Regions from separate parts of the Mus musculus genome. Here region 1 is linked to region 2. The links are chromatin contacts, called in public promoter capture Hi-C maps. All regions are on one chromosome and are shown on one strand. Each heading gives the region's core, a stretch centred on a gene start, on an enhancer-like site or on the middle of the called end of the contact. The rest is flanking DNA. Distances are from core to core; before and after follow the strand shown. Region 1 holds the start of Tmem171 (transmembrane protein 171). Region 2 holds the start of Lncenc1 (long non-coding RNA, embryonic stem cells expressed 1).

Region 1 (5,183 bases), core at 1,059-3,558, 1.3 Mb before region 2:
TTCACTATCATGCCTGGCTTCATGCAGTTTTAAAATCTTAGTATGATTCTGTTTTTCAATGTTTCATCTGGATGTATGTTTTCTCATCACCTAACGGCTGGGGAAGAGTCCTAGCCTTAGATCATGCTGCCCCTCCCACCTCTCTCCCAAGACTAGGCCTGATCTGAAGACAGCACCTTGAAGCCATTCTTGACAGATAATCAGTTTCCAAGGCTTTGATATAGTCAAGCTGGCTCCAAAAGACACAAACAGTGGCTATTCCAAGGGGAAGCTAATCTGATTGTCCTTGGTGCCAGGACATTCAAGTCTGTCATGGGTGGCGAGCCCGCAGTCATGTGGCACCAGAGGGGCAGCTGTATCAACAGGCCCACACAGGACTCAGCCAGAGACTGACTTTCAAATAAAAGGGAAGGGAAGAGTGGTGGGCAGTGGACACGGAACCCATCTAACACAGTGCAGAGCTGTTAGCAGGCCTGGGTCAGAGGGGGCTAATCCTATGTGAAGGCCTGAGTTCTTAGAAAGCTCAGGGCTTGCCGCTGTTGTGCAATAGCCGCTGTTAGTCCACCACCCATGAACTGGGCATATCTTGGTGCCCTTCCAGAGCATGATTGGTATATCTTGACACTTTGACCAAGATATCCCCACCCAAGACACGGATAACTGCAATGTCCTTGGGTCAGTTCCTTTATGGGTCTGTACAGGTCTCTCCCCCGGCATCACAAGACCATGTAATAAAAGCATTTTCCAAGTCCACAGCATGTGTGTTCTCTGGGTGACAGGCGAACTCAGAGAATGTTGCTTTCAGAACATCTGGCTGTTGGCGCCGTATAAGCTGATATAGTGGGGCTTTCGGTTCCTTCACCTAATGAACTGGTTTGCTAGGTCCCCATCCACTTATGACCCCAACCTTCCCAGAGACCTGAAGACACACAATAGGGGACCATGGGCTGAAGATGAAGGCAGGAACTCCCTGCAGAGCCAGCTGGGTGCTGGATACTGATATTAGCCAGTATGTAAGTCTGCCTTGTTAGAGACCCCATGCTCAGAGCACCCTGACTGTGAGAAAGCCCACATCTGGCCCGCTAGACCTGTGTGCCCACCACATCCCCATGGCTATGTGCTTCCCTGGTGAGCCCCCATCTTACCCTTCCCACTCCACCAGTCCCCAAACCTTTTTGACCCCACCGTGACCCCTTTCTTTGCCTCTGCTTACCAAGCCTAACTCATCCATCAGGAAGCTAACAAGAATGGATGGGCTTTCAAGGAGACAGGAAGCTAGGGAGAAAAGGCAAGGGTGGGAAAGTCCCCAGAGCTCTGGGTGCCTCTGTGTTTGGGTCCAGAGCACACTTGACTTACCTCTCACAGTGGCCTGACCTCTGGTGTGGAAACTAGCACAGTTGGATAGTTGTCAAGTGTCACGGGGCAGGTTACAAATAGCATGGGGATTAGCAAACCCATCAGACACTCCGTTCAAGGGCAGGGAGAGTTAACAGTTTAATCTCCAGAGCTCCAGGAAGGGTGCTTTATGGCAAAGGAGGGCTGCATGCATATATATGACCAGGAAGGGACAGGGGTGACCCACTACAGGACTTGCTGGGTATAAGCTTCAGTCTACGAGCTAGGCTATCATGTTGAATGGTTAGCATACAAGGTCCCCGGCCTCACTCTTCAGGGACTCCTGGGGGTCCCCATTATCCTCTTGTAGAAAACTACCTGCGAGGTTCTAGGTCCCGGGACTCCCGTCAAGGTCTCAGAGTAGTATAGTAGAAGGGCCACCTGCCCTCGGACTGGCAGTGGCGGCAGAATGGCGGGGGTTGAGGGTGGGGGGCTGCTTGGTCGTGGACTGTGGCCCGACTTTCCCTGTTGCTCTTCCCCGGGGCTCAGGTATTCCTCAGCCGGCCCCTTCCCCCTCCCGGAGCGCTGCACCTAGGCTGCTAAGGGACCAGCTCCTTTCTCAGATGCCCGCCTCCGTGTCGCCACTTCACGCAGCCCCAGCTGGACTCGCTGGCACCCACAACTTGGTGGAGCGTGCCCATCTGCCTCCCCCCCGCCCCCCACGTCGATCCCTCGCTTGCACTGCCAAGTCTTATGGTCCCAGGGCCGCGAAGCTGACCCTAGTTCTGTGCTCCGGAGCGGCGCGCCGGTGCCTCAGGAGGGCAGCGCCCGGTGGCGGCCAGATCCTACCGGCCAGCCCTGCCCTGCCCTGCCCGGCCGCCGCACCCGCGAGCCGGGCTCTGCCTGGCTCTCTGCACACGGAGGAGGCCCGCCCTCCGCGCCCGGACGCGCAGAGAGGGTGTGCGTGGAGCCAGGGGTGTGGCGGAGAGTCCCAGGACCAGCAGCGCAGGTAAGGGGCTCCCCGAAAGGCAGCTGCTCCTGAGTCCCCGCAAAGACATTCTCCTCTCCAGGCCTTGCTTTGCCAACCCTCCAGAGCTTTGGATGAAGAGATGTGCCGTTGATTTGGGTCTGGCTTTTGGAATATGCAAAGGAGCGTTTAGTAGGGCAGATTTGGCTTTGTGAGGAAACTGAGTTTAGAGTAGAAAAAGTTCGGCTTCGTATATAATTTCCCATCTATTTGGTTGTCCCTGGGTGTCCGTGTTTTGAGCGCACCTAAGGGGGCCGCTGAAGCGATCCTCGCCTTAGTTTGGATCAGGGACAAACATGTTCTAGTAGGTGTCCTGGAGTGAAAGAAAGTACAAATCTAGTTCGGTGCTTCTACTGTTTTTGTGTTGGTGTTTGAGAATTTGCCTTAAAACAGGTGAAGCTCAGCGACTGGCTACAAAGCTGAAGACACCAAAAAAACCCAGTGAGTTAAAGCAGCGGTGGGATTATGTGATTGGGGGAAGATGTGTTTTAAATTAGCAGGATGCTTTAAGTCTTCCATCTTAGCATCACCATGAAATGTGGCTTTTGCAAGTTTGAGAGAAATGCATCCTTCACTCCTCTGCGTCTTCTTCTTCTTCTTCTTCTTCTTCTTTTTTTTTTCTCCACTTCCTTCTGATTCTATCACACTCTCCCTGGGAAAAGCACTTCCTAGGACAGCAATGTCACCCATCTCCTTCCATCACCCAAACTCACCTTCCTTACCCACGAGCCTGGCAAGATGATCTTGGTCTTGCAGCTGTGAGCTCCGTCAGAGGATCATGAATGTGAATGGCAGAATATGTTTGAAAGTTTTCTGTGTTTGACTATGTCCTTCCTGACTTTGGATTGTGTTCGTGAGAGCTACAGTGAGGTCTTGTACTCCCATTTACCAGACTGAGGCAAGGTCAATGGTTCAAAGATCAGTGCTGTGTGAACCAGCATGCCCTTTAACCATTGCTTGCGAGGTCAGGTAATAATACTCTTTTGTTTTTGTTTTATTTTGAGACAGGGTCTCTCTATTACGTAGCTCTGGCTGTCTTGGAACTCACTCTGTAGATCAGGCTGGCCTCAAGCTTAGAGATCCTCCTACCACTGTCTCCCATTAATGGTGTGTGCCACCGTGACCTTGTGTCGACTCGTGGAAGGTGCTTTTTCACTTAGTTCCACTTTTGGTTTCCCAGCAAGTTTTGTTAGCCTTCTGTGCTTTGTAACTACTCTCTGTTTACTGTGTCTAGGCCTCTGTGGAAGTAGGTGGCACTGTGGAGGAGGGTGCCTGACGGCCACTTGCCACCTGTCCGCCTACCTGAGGACACTGTCCGCCTTGGCGATGGGGCTAGACGTCACCTGTTGGGTCAGATCCTCTCAGGTCATGCCAGTGTCCTGAAACTGAGCTGCCAGTAGGGGCGGGGTGTCCGGGCAGCCTCGGGGTTTGCTTCTTGAAACCACAAGGATCACATTTTGACAGAATTAAAGTAAAAGTCCACAAACCCACTGTCTTTTCGAACCATCTTTTTGTTTTATCGAAACTGCTGACATTGGATCATGTGCTGAGGGAGCCTTACAATAGAGTGGGAAATGAAAAGTTGCTGGAGTCTTAAACAGGAAGTGGAAAGTTAGTTATTGGACAAAAATTTACCAAGATGCTCAGAGCAGTTCTGACATCATTCTAGGCAGTTGTAGATCAGAAACTATTCCTGTTGCTCTTTCCTTATCTGCCTTTTTTGGGGGGGGGGGCTGGAGGAATGAGTTTGTAGGACTCAGGACAGGAAAAGCCACACCCACACCACCAGTCATTTTATTTATTTTTTAAAAAGATTTTCTTATCTCAGAAGCATGGTAATTGAATTTCCTCTTTTTTTTGATATATTCATGAAATTACACATTTGGGAGTCTTTGAATGCCAGTTCACCTGACTCATAGGCCAAGTCATTGTTCTACAGTAGACCAATGACACGAAGTTCCGCCTCCTGACAGGTCACCCCTCTGTGATTTCTGCAATGGCCAGCAAGAGATCAGAACTGGTCAGACATACCTGTGCTCAAGGTAATTTTGCATTTATTATTGCTTGCAGAGCCTGCAACTGCTGGAGGGAAGGAAACACATTTCTTCACATCAGGGAACAACGAGGAGGCCTTTTCTTTTCTGGCCATGTCTTCTGTAGGAACTGCTGAGCCAGATGGAGACCAGAGGGACCGGCATGTCAGCAAGCTCATTTTCTTCCTCTTTGTCTTCGGTGCAGCTCTGTTGTGTGTTGGGGTCCTGCTCTCCATCTTTGGGTACCAGGCATGCCAATATAAGCCCCTCTCACACTGCAGCATAGTGCTGAAGATTGCTGGGCCTTCGTGTGCAGTGGTGGGCCTTGGGGCTGTGATTCTGGCCCGGTCCCGGGCACGCCTGCATCTACGGGAGCGACAGCGGCAAGGCCTTCAGGACCCTGACCAATCCTTCTTCTGTGGAGAGAGCCGCCAGTTTGCCCAGTGTCTCATCTTTGGGTTCTTGTTTCTGACCAGTGGCATGCTCATTAGCATACTGGGCATTTGGGTGCCAGGATGTGACTCAGATTGGGCACAGGAACCACTGAATGAGACAAACACCGGAGAAGGAGAACCCCAGATCTGTGGCTTCCTTTCTCTGCAGATCATGGGGCCCTTGGTTGTGCTTGTGGGACTGTGTTTCTTTGTGGTGGCCCATGTTAAGAAGAAAAACAACTTGAGTTCAAGCCGAGATACCTCTGAGGTCGAAGGTGGACACGCCCACAGCACGGAGCCTGTCCACATCACTGTAGGTAAGTGTCTGTCATTTGTGCACTTTCTCAAGTCACA
Region 2 (5,611 bases), core at 2,775-5,274:
CCTTCTCGTGGCCTGGCTGCCCACCTAACCCTGGCCCCAATCTAGCCACAGCAGAGCTGGCTTGTTTCCAGCCCACGTAGCCTCCCGTGCAGCAGCCGCTGATAGTTCCGCCATTGCAGCCCTCCGTGCTGCCTGCTGCCATCTCTGGTTTTATTGAGATGACTTCTCTGCCTCTTCCAGCTTTTTGCTCACCCTTTCCATCTCCTCAGTGTTCTCCATTCCCAGGCAGTTGGCTTTAGTAAGATAAAAGCTCAGGCCTCTCCCCCAGATGCCCACTGCAGGAGCCACACCGCGCTTCCAGCAACCTCCCAAGGCCAGTGTCTAAAACAAGACAAATGAGCAGATGTGTGCAGGACATCCAGCACTCAGACAGTTGTCATATGCTGGGGAAATTGTCATATGCTGGGGAAGCTGTCTCTCAGCTGGTCACCTCTGCACCCTCCCCTTAGATTCACTCTGGATTCCGATGCTACAGTAATATTCCAAAGAGAATGCTAATGCCAGAATTGTAGTCTTCAGCATGCCTTAGCTGGGTGTGGCGCACACCTTTAATCCCAGCATTCTGGAGGCAGAGGCAGGCACATCTCTGAGTTCCAGGCCAGCCTGGTCTACAGAGAAAGTTCCAGGACAGCCAGGACTGCACAGCGAAAGCCTGTGTCCAAAGAAAACACCCAAATTACTAACCAACCAATAAAAAAATTCCTCATCCTTGTGAAGTAAAATTTCTATCTTCATCCATCTCCACAGAGGGCCACACAGAGAAACCCTGTCTTAGAAAACCAAAACCAAAACCAAAACAAACAAAACCCCCACTGTTGTCCAGTTCTTCAGCTTAAAGCTCCATTTCTCTGGGAATAGGTTTTGGTCTTCATAAAACTGTGTTCATTTTATAAGGAAGCAATGCTACCTTTTGTGCTGTTTGTTTCAATATCTCACTGATAAAAATGACTGTAAATTGCTCACATTTTGTTTTGTGGGGAACTGTATTATCCAGTTGTCTGTTGTTCTGGGCTTTAATAAGAGACCAATAGGACTCTGCCTTGTTAAGACATTGAATACAGAGCTGACCACCATTCACAGCTTTAGAAGGCTGGAACAGAGCAGAAAAACAAATAATTGTTGTAAAGATCTTCTGTTTGAGATCTAGCACTGTTTGTTTATTTTGTTTGTATTTGTTTTGTTGTTTGTTTGCTGTGGGTTTTTGTTTGTTTTGTTGTTGTTGCTGTTGCAGTTGTTTATTAGTTGGTGGGTTGGTTGGTTGGTTTGGTTTGGTTTGGTTGGCGTCTTTGTTTTGTGTTTTGAGGTAAGCTCTCCTTAGAGCACTCAAGCCAGCCTTGAACTTGCCTTAGCCAACAGAAGGCTGGCAGGCAAGCACATGCCACTGTACTAAGCAGCCCTGTTTCTTTTAAATAAAATGTGTGTCCCTATAATTCCAAGAGCTCCAAGAACACTTTTCTGCCTGTTCTATATCTGAAAATGCTGCATTTCAGAAGTAAGATCTCCCTGGCTCCGAGGTCCATGAAGAGAATGGAAGTCCAGATAACTCCAAGTTTTCCTGTTCATTCACACTTCCGATGTCTTAATAATTGCTTGCCATTAGTTTGTCTTTAGTTTTATAGACACATGCGCACTGATAATGCCTGTCATCAAAGGCACATATACATACACACACAGTAAGGCAGGCAATTAATCATGATCTCCCCCAAGACCTTATTTTACAGTCAGGAGCCAATTGTCAGCACACATGTTCCTAAATAAACTGACACACATACCAGCTAACAGATTAATTCACATGGAGAAGGCACCGTGGGAAGAAAACCAGTGTTCCCAGATTGCTCAAGCAGGTGCTCTCCCTATTAACATAAAGACCAGTGCTCCCAGCTCTAACCCCCTGGGAACCCTGCCTAAAATCACTATTTCTAATGCACTTGATGCCAGAATCGTTCTGCAAACCGAGAATTTGATTTATACAACCAGAATAGCACTGCTCAGGAAAAAACAGATAGGCTATTGAATCTGGGGGAGGGGGGAGTTCATTTTGGTCTCACACTTGACTCCTTATTTGTTTGATATTCACTATCTATCCCAGACATGCCTTAAACTAGAGATCAGCTCCCCTCCCAGCAGCCCCTCCCCCCACTGCCTCCCAAGTGCTGGGACTGCAGGTGTGTGCTCCCTGACTTTTCAATAGAAGGTAACCCTAAAGGAATACTTCATGTTTCCATATTTTTTTTTTGCAGATGTTGTTCTCAGTCGGGGCTCACAAGCTCTAACGTGATGAATCCCTTGGACACCGACATCTCCTGTGATGAATCTGCTCAGGAGAGAAGCTTGTGCCCTGCTCACTGCCTGGCATGCGCCTTTAGTGGAGAGAATTTTGTTAGCCTTCTTGTCTCTTTTAAGCTAGCTAGTCCTAACGTGGCCAGTCCTCCAAAGCTCAGGCGCTCCATACCTTATGGGCAGAAGAGATTGTTATTGCTTGCACTGAGCTTCACAAAGGAAATCTTTTAGTACATACTTCACCAGTCGGCCTTCCTCAGAACTGAAATGCAAAGACAGAATGGAGGAGTTGGACAGAAGGTTGCAAACATTTACATGACAAACTAGCCTCTCAGAATCCACCAGGGGAACCAGTCACCAGTATTCTAGTACTTTCCTGTCATCTACAAAAATCACTCACAGTCTTTACTAAATACGATTTATAAAAAATGGCCCCTGCAGCTGCCGCAGATATCTCCTAGGCCGGCAGAGATGGGAGGGCGGGACTCGGCTAGAGCTAGAATCCTTGCGGTCTCCGGGCTACGACCAGGCAACAGCTTTCCCAGGACGATCCTAGGAAGAAGGCAGGATGCTCCCCTGGGGAGTTCCGGGGGGCAGGGGAGCTCTGCCTGGACCTAGAGATGGCTGCATCCCAGCAGGGTGGTGACCTTTTGTTTCTACTGGTTTTCAAAGACACCAAGGTTTTGTTCTTAATTCACACGCGCGTGCGCGCGCACACGGGAGAGAGGGAAGGGGGCGGGGAAGAAGGAGTGAGAGAGAAGAGAGAATTAGGACCCAACTAATCCAGCAACAAGCTTGTCCTGGCACCTTGAGAGGTTAACCAATTTCACTCTCCTGTAACTGGAGCGAAGCCTTTCTTTTCTCCCTGAGGGGGACAGAACAGGGTCCCCTCTCTGCAGCCCCCACCCCACCCCCCAGAGACTCAGCTTTCCTGAACAATAACCCAACTGTCTGGACAGGATGGGAAACTGTCTCAGTGAGTTGGGAGCCCACCCTTGTACAAACCCAGACATGCACAAAAAGTTCCGCGTTTCACCGCAGGAAGTGAGGACGGTGGCTTCAGGCATCATTAATCATTTTGAAGCGATTATTCTTAAAAGGGAGTGAAAAAAAAATACAAAGATGCAGCTTGAGTTAGTCATGCCCAATAAAAATCAGCACTTCTCCAAATCGTATTTCCCTGAATCCATGTGGAACGTTTAAGAGCACTCTCCACTGACAAGAGTCCAGACCAGATAGGGAGTCTGTTTCCTCTGTAATTAGAACTCCCTCAAATACTTGGGACCTGACAGGGCTAGATAGGGAAGGGCGCGTGGGGTAGCGGCGAAGCTTTATTTCCTCTGCCTTCCAGCCCAGGAATGCACAACACATTTTAACAAGAAGATAAAGCAAGAACAATTTAGGGTTTTGCGTCCTCGGGGAATCTTTTTTACACCCCCCCCCCAATTGAAATTCCGTAAAACAAAGCTAAGAACAATCCTGCTTTGTCTCCTAATTGAGCTAGGGAACTGTGAAATCCCCTACCCCACCCCCATCACCTCACCAGGCCCCGAGCCCAGCAGGCAGGGGCCGGGAAAGCAGTAATTCCCAAGATTGCCTGCCCCATGGGGTGGGTGCTTACAGAGCAGGTCCATCCTGAGCGGTCATTCAAATCTGCTCACCCTTACAGGAAACACGCCCCGGTCCAGGCCTTTGAAGTAACAGTGTGTCACCAGCAGAAGGAAAGTGATCGCTAGAAAATGAAATCTACTCCATCCTTTCAAAGACATTGCATTTCCTGTGATTCCTGGGTCCAGAGGAAATGCACTCGATGAAATTGAATTAATTTTTTTTTTCCTCCTGAAGTCACCTGGTCTGCCAGAAGCCTCTCTCATCAGTTCCCTCTCACTGAGCCATTGGCCGAGTCCCCAATTTATTCATTTATTTCTTAATCGAGATATCTAGAGCAGAAATCACAGGATATATGTAGAAAACTGCCCCCCTCTTACCATGGCTCCCTCCTCACTCCTGCAGACACTTCACAGGTAAGTGAGCCTAGGGGCTGATGCCACAACCTTCCTCTCCATCCCCCGGGACCATGTTTGTCTATTTTGTTGGTCAGATTTGATTATTATTTGTCATTTTTCTCCTAGCTTAGCCCCCCCCCCCACACACAGAGTTTTTGTACAGTCCCAGGAAGACCCTTAAAAATGTGCTGAGTCACACTGACTTCTAGGAGTTTCAGGGAGGAGCAGGTATCTATCTGTAACCCTGTAGACTGATATTAAAGAGCCTAAGCCGGGTAACCCGAGTGTCCACAGGGGCATGCGGGGCAGCCTGGGGTATTCAGTCAGAGCCAAAACAGGGCAAAGACGTTTGGAAGATGGGATGTAAATGTTCATTTAGGCCGAAAGATGGTGTCCTGCAGTGCAATTAGGACCCAGCCTGGGAAGTCAATGCCCCAGCGGCTAGAGGAGAGAGCTGAAAAAGGAAACCCGCAGCAGAGATGGCAGATGGGTAAAGAGTTACATCATCCAGAGAGGGCAGTCAGGTAAGGAAGAATTTTAAGGATATCAGAAAGACTAGATTGGAAATGGATGTTAATATGAATAGTGTTCAATGGATAAAGATAAATACAAAACTAAGCATTACTCTGTGTTGGTTTTCAGACCGTGGACAAAGCGTTGAGGTGCATATTTAACATACCAAAGTGGATCTGGCCTTCAGGTTCTCCCAGCATCCTTCAGTCTCAACCTGGGTCTCTACCTACCCTCTACATATCCTCTACACATTCCGCTGGCATATCTCCCTCCCTTCTGTCTCCCTCCCCACGGTGACTTTCCTGGCCTCTATCCTTGGGATCGGTGAACTCACTAACCCAGGAAAGGTTTTCCAATAACCTGCCTTTAGATATACTCTAATCTGGCTTAATTTGGCTCGTTTCATGAAATAACTTTTGCTTGTTTGTTTGTTTGTTTGTTTGTTTGTTTTTCGAGACAGGGTTTCTCTGTGTAGCCCTGGTTGTCCTGGAACTCACTCTGTAGAGCAGGCTGGCCTCAAACTCAGAAATCCACCTGCCTATGCCTCCTAAGTGCTGGGGAAATAACTTATTGCTCTGTAATGAAGTATTTAGGAAAAAGGGATGCTAAAGGGTGATATTTTCAAAGTTTCATGTATCCCAGGCTGGCCTCATACCCACTGTGTTGGATCTTGGGACATCTTTGAAGTTCTGACCCTCTTTCTCCTGCTTCTTGGGTGCTGGGATTGCAGGCACATCCTAGTATACCATACATTTGTGATGGATCTAAGTGGAGGTCTTCATCTGTGCTGGCAAGGACTCTCCCAGTGGAGC

The links. Promoter capture Hi-C pulls out the DNA fragments that hold promoters and counts their contacts.
Region 1: a promoter capture Hi-C map of liver shows a contact between it and region 2, with 3 times the contacts expected there. The contact joins the promoter of Tmem171 here to the promoter of Lncenc1 in region 2. A contact is called at or near these places in 2 of 39 promoter capture datasets (both in liver).

What each region holds. Positions count from the first base shown.
Region 1 is chr13:98,691,967-98,697,149 of GRCm38.p6, reverse strand. Tmem171 (transmembrane protein 171) reads left to right here and starts at 2,308. Exons shown (of 4, transcript NM_001373965.1): 1 at 2,308-2,344; 2 at 4,433-5,146. The coding sequence starts at 4,510.
Region 2 is chr13:97,433,383-97,438,993 of GRCm38.p6, reverse strand. Lncenc1 (long non-coding RNA, embryonic stem cells expressed 1) reads right to left here and starts at 4,024. Exons shown (of 2, transcript NR_110432.1): 1 at 3,902-4,024.